2 separate regions of the Sus scrofa genome follow, and region 2 is linked to region 1. The links are chromatin contacts, called in public promoter capture Hi-C maps. All regions are on one chromosome and are shown on one strand. Each heading gives the region's core, a stretch centred on a gene start, on an enhancer-like site or on the middle of the called end of the contact. The rest is flanking DNA. Distances are from core to core; before and after follow the strand shown.

Region 1 (4,764 bases), core at 1,889-4,388:
TTCGAAATACTACCAAGCAGAAAGGTACTTTCTCAGGAAAATACATTTTGAAACATGGTGCACAAATGAGTTGAGTATGGCAAATTGCCAAAATGACACTCGGTGGCACATACCTAAAGTGGTTTAACAGTACTCTCAATGTAAATGGTACTTGGACTCAAAAATATGTATCTCAGCCCTGAAGAGGCCTCAGTGGTTATCTAACCCAATCCCTCCCTCATTAAATGCTCAAATATACTCCTCATCACTCCTAACATTAAGTGAGCATTTAAAATCTACTCAAGGAATTCCCTTGTGGCTCACTGGGTTAAAGATCTAGTGTTGTCACTGCTGTGCCTCTGGTTACAGCTGTGGCATGCATTTGATTCCAGGCCCAGGGACTTCTACAGGCCAAGATCGTGGCCAAAAATAAATAAAACAACATAAAATAAAGTCTACTTGAATACCAGCAGTGATAGAAAACACATCTCTTTATAAGAATGGCCAATCTATTTGTGGATTGCTCTCATCATTAGAAGATTCTTACTTGTGATGTGTGCACAGCTTTTACCTACTGTATTGGTCCTGCAGATCAATGTAACTACGGGAAAGTCTTTCTAATTAGTTGAGGAAGGCCATAACCCTAAGACTTCTCCTCCCCTCCTTTCTTAGTCCTTTTCAGGTGATCCTAATGGTCCAAACCTGTTAGTGAAGTTTTCATGAGAATCAACAAAATCATGAAAAAAATACTAGAGTATAAAATTAAGGCAATATATATATATATAGTCACATGGGAAGGAAAATAGCAAAATATATGCAAAATGGATACCTATCAGTATTCTATGCCATCTGATTATGTGCAACTCTTAATTCTCTTTCTATCTTAATCATGAAATAGCCTTACCTTAATCCAGTGTTCCATATTGTCAGGGTCAAACATAGGCTGTAGGTAATACATACAGAATATTAGTAGACAGCAATATATTTATCAGCCTTGCTATTTTAATGTCATTCTCATTAAAACATATGGACAAGTATCCTTAGTCTTTCCCTAAAGCATCTTATTAGAAAGCTCAGCAACAAAAGAACATGGAATGCCAGCAGGAGGAAGAAACATGAAGCCTTTTCAGGAACATATTCTGTTTTTTAATCTCTTACCTAGGCCCATCTCCAGATTCTGATTTAATTGGTCTGGACTACGGCCCATGTGGCAGTATTTGTTGAAAGCTCCCCAGGGTTAAGATCAAAATGCCACATATAATATTCCTTATAAAAATCTAAACAAGCACTGATTAAATTAACCTGATTATTCAAGTGTTATGGAAGCAAATCTGCTTGGAGAAGGTATGCACTTCTCCTCAGGCCCATCTTTTCAGGAGCAGGGAGGGGGAGGGGGTTGAGGGTAGAGGAAGGGATAACCAATCTTCCACTGTTTAATAAATCAGTAAAGAGGCAGAAATCACATAAATTTCTATCCAGGCCAATCAGATATTCATCTTAAATTAGAAATCAGACCAACAGAACACCGCCTTTCTTCACTCTCTTAACCCTCAGAAGTTGCAGAATTCCCTCTGTTAGTCACTTAACAAACAGAAGTATTTGCTTTGCTAACAATTCAGGAGGGTTTTTAAAGAAGGGAATAACTAGCATACTGACACATGGGGAGGGAAAGGTATAATACTCTTTCACTTACATAACACTTCCCCTTCAAAAGACCTTACAGATAACTAATTAATGCACCTGTACTGCTGAATAATTTTGCCACTGCAACAAATAAACAGCTGATCCTATTAAAGCACAACTGACCTTCAAAGAGCTCTAGTGTTTTTATCTTTCCTCTAGGTAGTAACAATGAGCACTAGCAACATAAATCTTTCCTTTTGGGGTCCCCAAAATTGTCCTCAGTTTTTAACCTTTCATTAAGTTTATATCTATAACCTATTTTGGATCCAATCCATTACAGAACTGGTACAACAAGAGCAGAGGGTTTCCAACTCTCTCTAATGCTCCATTCTGCACCCTCCAGTATCCGGGGCAAAATATTCACCAAGTGGAATATATCCAGTGCTTTATTTAAGTGGTATATTTAGAATAAAGCAGCAAGCACTATTGCCTGGGGGCTCAGAAAGGCCACATGTCTATAAGATATATTTTTAAGAAAGTGTAACTGATCGGTGAAAACAGCTGTGAAGCCACTCCATTTGGCACTTCCATTTACATTTAAAGCATTTATTTTTGTGACGGTTAAAAAGGTAGTCTGTGGAAAGCACATACCCTGTGACTGTGACTTTGCACATGTCATTTACACGTTTCAAGTTAAGTGGGGTTATTAGTTGGATGAAAATACATCAAAGGGGATGACATATAAAATAGGATCTGTTTTTTGATTGTTGCTTGAATTTAGAGATTTTCAAGTGATACATTCAATAACCACTTGCATTCCTGAGTTCATCGTAGCTACTCTGTGTAAACCTAGAAGGGGAGGGATATGACAGAGAGGACTTAAGGTGAAGATCTTATCCCTTCAAAAAAGAACAATTTCCTACGACTTGCAAAACATAGGAGGCGGAAATGTAACCTTGAGGGAACTTCCCTAAAACCTGGAGCGGTGGGGAGAGGGAATGGTTCTCGAATTCTCTTCAGCAGGATGGGCACAACTGGGACTCCATGTTTTTTGAGAAAACCGTTTAGATGGAAAGAGTTTTTCCAAGACGCTGCCCACCCAAGTCGTAAGGTACCCGAACCCCAAAGTTCCTGGGCCCCCTTCACTTAGGACATTACTGGCTGGGTCGGTCATGGCGGGGACGGGCCAAGTAAGGATGCCCCTTAGGGAAGAAGAACGAAGCGCAGACGGGGCTTCAGGGCGGGTTCCCGCCTCCCCTCCCCGTCTCCAAGAGCTCCCAATACAGACAGATCACCTTGGTGGGACTCGGCTTCCTTGTAAACTGTTTCCAACGATTCAGCCCCGTCCCCTTCTTTGAAGAGGACCTTTCCTGGGGCGTCAGCAGCATTTCCCCGGTTCAGGCCCGGACTTGAGCCAAAGCTGCAACAAACGCTCCTTAACTTAGGTTGCTTCCAGGTCTCTCTGGGAGTTGTAGTTCCTCAGCCCACAAAGAAGGCAAGTGTGGGGCGCCGCCGAACCACCACTCCCATGAGGCTTTGCGATGGGGGAATGAGTCTGCTCAGTTACCCATGGCAACGGCAGCGGTCCCTAGGCCTTCCAGTCACAGGAGCTCGCTTTGCTGTTACCTTTGCCTTTTCCTGGCGCTCTGTGATGACGCAATGCCCCTTGATTGGCTCTGCCTCGGAGGCGGTGGTTTAGGGGGCCGAGAATTCTGCAAGCCGGACACGTGGTAGCCAACCGCGAGGAGTTGAGGGGGATTTCCACCCTAGAAAAGTTGGGCGGTTTGCAGGTAAGTGCCCTCTTTCCTTGTTGGTGTCGGGGATGCTACGAGTGAGTAGGGCTGAAACGAGAGTGTCACGTCTCGCCCAGACTCTTCCTGGTTGTGTTGCTGTAACAGTGATTGTAGTCCCGCCATGTCTCTTTCATTTTTCGGGGTCTTCTGGTTGATCCTAGCTTCTGTAAGTCCAGATTCTCCCAAATCGTGTGAGCTTCACCGCTTCTATGAGAGAAAACTGTCTTCTTTCTACTGACCTCTGCTTAAGGGTCAAGTTCTCATGTAGAAGTTTTTTCTACACTGCCTAGGATCTTGGGAGCGTTGGACTGAACTCAGATACCTGAGCTAAGTGCCTCTTGAGGTCTGGTACTCCAGGAAATGCCCAATGGAGTGAAGATAAATATATGGTTATTGGCTGAGCCTCCAGGGACAGTCTATGCTGGGATAAGCGGGTTCATAAGGCAAAGTAGAGATTTAGAGCTGGAGCTTTGGGCCTAACTACTTTGTAGTTGTATGACTTTAGGCAGCTTGGATCCTAGATTTTTTCATCCGCAAAATGGGAGCTATACTACCTAAATCATTAGGGTGTGGTAACCATTTAAAAATCAGTCAGAAATCAGAACTCTGCCAGAACATGTAAACTGAAGTAGACGAGATTTGTGAAAAAGATCTGTGAGGGAATCTGTGCCCTCAGACTATTATAACAATCATGAGTCCTGCTTGAGTATTCATCAGAAACCTTATGGATGATTAAACTGTGTTACATCAAAACTGTCCAGTATCATGAAATAGTTATTTTAAAAGGGTAGGTTAAGCTTTGTATCTCTTCTTTAGGAAAAATATCCATTGTGAATTCCCAAGAGAAAAGTGAATTGCAGAAAAGTGCTTACAGTATAGTATGTTTGCATTTTTTATTGAAGAACATCCTTTCTCATATACAAGTATATTTAAATATTTGTGTTACTATAAGAGAAGGGTTGTACAGGCTGGGAGGGTGGATAGATGCAGAGAAGTGAGATGGGGGAAATATGAACCATAATAACAATATAGCAAAATGGAAAACAATTAAAATTGTATCTTAACATTACATTTAATATGTAGAGGGTTGCATATATTTTTGGACAAGATGGGATTTCTAATAGACTATCAGCCTGTTAGATTACAGCCTTTAAAGCCAGACTTCTATGATTTAAGCCCTGGCTCTTCCACTTTGTAAATGGTGGCTTTTTTTAGCCTCAGTCTCCTCTTCTGTAAAGGCACATAATGATAACCTCTGCCTTAGGTTGACATGACAGTAAGCATTAGAGGAGTTAATATGTGAAGAACAATACCTGATACATAGTAAACACCCAATAAATGTTGTTACTGTTGTTGTGTCTTTAAATAG
Region 2 (4,777 bases), core at 1,100-3,599, 230 kb before region 1:
TCACTTTTTCTTAAAAATTAGATTTTTCAAAACAAAGTCATTCCCTTTAAATTGGTTCTAAAACCTGAATAGTGATTGACTCAGCCCAACTTTAGGATCTTTGTTTATTAGATTATTTTCACATTTTCAGCCTTTATAAATAGGTTTTTTTAAAATTTATTTTTGCTTTTAGGGCTGCACCTGTGACATATGGATGTTTCCAGGCTAGGGGGTGGAATTAGAGCTACAGCTGTCAGCCTACACCCACAGCTCATGGCAACACCGGACCCTGACCCACTGAGCCAGGGATCAAACCCACATCCTCATGAATGCTGGTCAGATCCATTTTCACCGCACCACCACTGGAACCCCTATAAATAGTTTAAATTACTTAGTGGAGGCAGCACTGTGAGGGGTTTTAGAAGCAGAACAAGGTGAAGAGAGTGAAGGATGGAGCAACTGTGGTGGTTGGGCAAGGGGTGTTTAGGATGGGATGGATGAAGAGCGAGTCTGTGCAGGGGATGGGTTTCATGTTGCACAGGGAAGGAGATATGGCAACTCATTGTAACGCATTATTTGGGACTAGAATCTTTTGCTATAAAGGACATTATTGAAACAATTGCTATAACTTTAATGGAATGTGAGAATTAGAAGGCAGTAATATAATATTAATTCCTCAATTTTGTTGCTCATATTGTGATTGTTTAGGAGAATGTCCTTGAATGTAGGAAATATTCACAAAGTATTCTGAGTTGATAGCCAACTCTCAGAAGGTTCAGGGAAAAGGTTATTGTAACACATTTGCAAATTTTATGTGTTTGAAATAGTTCAAAATTTAAAAAAATTTTAATAGTTACAAACTACATACTGACTATATATTTTTTTACCATTAAAGAATGATTTAAAAAATACTGGCATTATTAAATTCTTTCAATCCAAAAAAGAATTCTTGGTGTGGATTCAGGTTCAAAGAATAGGAAGTCATTTTTTTCTTCAGCCTATTCTTGTACACAGCATTGAAGGAAAACATAGCTTATGCAAAGTTTTGCAGGACGGGACAGGAACCTATCCTTTCTTGATTATCTTATTAAGTAATTTTTCCTTTAGCATGTAATACATACTTTTATTTTCTTTTTATGGCTGCACCTGTGCCATGCGGAAGTTCCCAGGCTAGGGGTTGAATTGGAGCTGCAGATGCTGGCCTACGCCACAGCCACAACAACTCTAGATGGAGCAGCTCATGGCAACTTGGGGTCCTTAACCCACTTGGCGAGGCCAGGGATCAGACCTGCATCCTTATAGATACTATGTTGGGTTCTTAACCCACTGAACCACAACAGGGACTCCTATAATATAAACTTTTAAAGTACTCAATATCTGACTTTTTGTGGAACTGGATTTGATTCTTCCCCCTCTTCAACTTTACATTATGATTATTTTCAAACATACAGAAATAGAAAAAGAGTCACTGAACAGTGGTATACCCACTACACAGGTGCAATAATTATTACCATTTTGCTATTTTTCTTTCTATCTATTGTCTTAGTCTAATCAGCCTGCTACAGCAAAAATACAGAGTGTGTGGCTTAAACACAAACATTTTCTTTCTCATCATCCTGGAGTCTGGGAAGTCCAAGCTCAAGACACCAGCAGAGTCCCTGTCAGGTCTGAGAGCCCACATTCTGTTCAGAGCTGGTGGCCTTATCACTGTGGCCTCACAAAGCAGAAGTGGCCTCTGTCAATATATGAATTTGAGGGGAACACATTCATCTTCCGGTATTTATCTTTGTTGAAGCATTTGAAATCAAGTTGCAGACACCATGACACGTCATCCTAAATACCTGACCACGAATTTTCTAATAATAAAGACGTTCTCCATCACCATATAGTATTATCTGTAAATGAATACTAATAAATTGATCTATAAACCATTCATTATCCTGTAACATCAACTCTAATAAAGATTTCATATAAAATACTTCCTAATTGTTCTAGAATGTCTTTTACAGCTTTTTTTTTTTTTTTCTAACTAAGACCTACAACACTCAATAGCTTTTCATCACTAACTTCAATCTTATTTGAAGAAACAGGAGCTTGTCATGCAATTCATTTTTTCGCACATTGGAGCAGGGTACGTATAGTGGGAAGCAGAGTGGAGGCTTTGCAAGGAGTGCGAGGAGTGACTTGTGCCTAGAACCCATTTCACAGCCAGAACAGGAATTTGTGATTGGGAGATAGGTAAGGACAGCATGATTCCTAGCAAAGATAGGCCTTCAGGCAAACATCGGGAAGGGGGCGGGGGTGTCCTTAATGGCCGCTAGAGGGCGCAAGTCGCGCCGACAGGATCCAAGGCGTCCCTCGCAAAGCTGGCGGGCAGGAGCCCGGAGCCCACCCTCGGGGTGGGCGGGGGACGCGGGCCTAGACGCCCCCTCCCCGCAGCGGGACGCGCGTGCGCGGTACCTTGGCGGCGGAGGGATCCGCGATGGAAGGCGCTCTGACTGGCCGTCAGGTAAGTGGCTCTTGTGGTACGAGTTCCCCAGCGGTGGCTTTACTGCGCACTTTTCTCCACGAAGATTGTCTGAGTCCTCTTAGACTGTGGTTATTATTTCCTCTCTTCCCTTCTCATGGTGCTCTTTAGAGTAATTTGGAAAGTTGTTACCGACGAGGGGGTTTTCTGACCTTACTGCGAGCCTTTCCCTCTGGACGATGGTGGGTAGGTCTGCGCCGGTGGGCGTGGAGGGTTGGCGTTCGGAGCGAGATGTCCTTGTCCAGATCCCTCGGCTTCAGACCCCACTGCCATGATTGTGACCGGGATCATGTTGATCTGGTCTTATGCCATCCCCTTAACTATTAGCTCTTGATAAAAGGGCTCAGAACTCTAGATAGTTTAAATCACTGGGCTGTTAACCGCATTTTTGGTTTCAACTAGTTTTGTTACTTGTTTACTACCTTATTTGATTAACGAGAGAACTTGCTAATTAATCTTTAGGGTGAAAGCCCACTTTTGTTGCAGGAGTCACATGCCTTTCTGAACACTAACCTCATTGCTTTACTTTGGTTGTGTGTATCTGTTTTACTTTTTTTTTTTTTTTTTCTTTTTAGGGATGCACTTGCAGCATATGGATGATCCCAGGCTAGGGGTGGAATCAGAGCTGCAGTTGCAGCCTATGCCACAGCCACAGCGATGCCAGATTTGAGCCACATCTGTGACCTAGGTTGCAGCTTGTGGCCCCCACCCAGTGTTTGATTGGGAGATAAAATTGATGATGGCACGCACACACACACTATGAAGAGGTTTATTACTCGTATTTAAAGACGTATTACTTATAAACATACATAATGAAGAGAGAAGAACAGGGCAGTCTTCTCAAGCAGATCCAGACTGGTTTGAAAGGGCAGGGGAAGGAGGGCTCAGGGTTTCTTCTGTGGTTAGGGGGTGGAAGTCAGAGGTTCCTGGGTGTGGTCAGGATCTGTCTTGCTTGATTTGACTCTCCCATTCACACCAAAGGAAAGAGTATCCAGGCATTCTTACCACCTTGCCCATTTGAGGGACAGAGAGGAAGAAAGAGAGGTGAGGCTTAAAAGCTTTCAGCAGGCAAACATAAAAAAATTGAATGAGACTCTTTAGTACAATTCATCCTTGATGTCTAACTGATGACTAAAATGTACTGTTTTTCATTTAGTTGAATTCGAACTTGTTTAAGTAGCCATCATGGCTCTCATAGGAGGTCTGCAGCCTGAAGCCAGTAAGGAAAATGAAAGTTCCATTGAGTGCTTTGTTCAAGAGCCCAATGATGTGTATTTTGAGAGAAAAAATGAGTGCCTTGGTCACTGTCAATACTGTCTGGAACTCCTTTTTTTGTTTGTTTTTTGTTTTTTTTAGGGCCACACCTGAAGCATATGGAGGTTCTCATGCAAGGGGTTGAATCAGAGCTCTAGCTGCTGGCCTATACCACAGCCACAGAAACGGGGGATCGATTCGAGCTACGTCTGTGAACTATACCACAGCTCACGGCAACATGGGATCCTTAACCCACTGTGCAAGGGCAAGGATCAAACCTGTGTCCTCATGAATGCTAGTCAGATTTGTTAACTACTGAGCCATGATGGGAACTCCAGTAATCTGTGGAACTCTTGATGGGGATAAGGGATAAGGAGTGTCTTGGTGAGGTCTTTTTTATTTTGGCTAGAGTATATATAGAGACACATGTGACCTTAATTTATATTTTGAGTATCTGAAAGCAAGGGTGTTCCAGAGTTCTTTACTTCAAAGGGTGCAACTCTTAGGCAATGGGCAAAGAATCTGTAAAAATGTGCAGTTGGCCAGAGCATTCCGTGTTAAAGTAACTGTGGGAGGAGTTCCCTTGTGGCACAGCAGGATGGGGGTCTGGCATTGTTACTGGAGTGGCTCCGGTCAATGCTGTGGCAAAGGTTCAGTCTCTGGCCTGGGAGCTTCCATATGCCGCAGGTGTGCCTCCCTCCCCAACCAAAAAACAGATAACTGGTAAGTTCAGCTAGTTGTGCTGACCTGTGGGTCTTCTCCTCCAGGGACATCCTGGTTAAGGGATGAAAAGTAGTAGGTCTCCAGGGAGCTCCATCATGTGTAGGGATGGTGATGCTGTGCTCTGAACAGCAAGTTTTTCTATCAGACTTCAAATGGGAGTTTGAAATATTGAAATCCTATTGCTGTCCAATCAGTTGATCACACATTGGTCCCCAAGTATTCAGGGGGTTCAGGAGAGGGGCGACTTCTTCTAGCACCATGCTATCTGACAAAGAAATGAGAACAGGAGAGGTT

Evidence for each region. Promoter capture Hi-C pulls out the DNA fragments that hold promoters and counts their contacts.
Region 2: a contact with region 1 is called in a promoter capture Hi-C map of fetal liver, with 2.7 times the contacts expected there. The contact joins the promoter of GRAMD1C here to the promoter of CCDC191 in region 1. A contact is called at or near these places in 1 of 5 promoter capture datasets (fetal liver), 1 of 47 Hi-C or Micro-C datasets (skeletal muscle) and 1 of 2 datasets of contacts at active chromatin or transcription factors (alveolar macrophages).

Annotation. Positions count from the first base shown.
Region 1 is chr13:145,878,337-145,883,100 of Sscrofa11.1, reverse strand. It overlaps CCDC191 (coiled-coil domain-containing protein 191), which reads right to left and starts at 3,138. Exons shown (of 16, transcript XM_021070343.1): 1 at 2,898-3,138; 2 at 884-922. The coding sequence starts at 2,990. It overlaps QTRT2 (queuine tRNA-ribosyltransferase accessory subunit 2), which reads left to right and starts at 3,239. Exons shown (of 9, transcript XM_005670209.3): 1 at 3,239-3,392.
Region 2 is chr13:146,103,357-146,108,133 of Sscrofa11.1, reverse strand. It overlaps GRAMD1C (GRAM domain-containing protein 1C), which reads left to right and starts at 2,349. Exons shown (of 18, transcript XM_003132665.6): 1 at 2,349-2,488. The coding sequence starts at 2,462.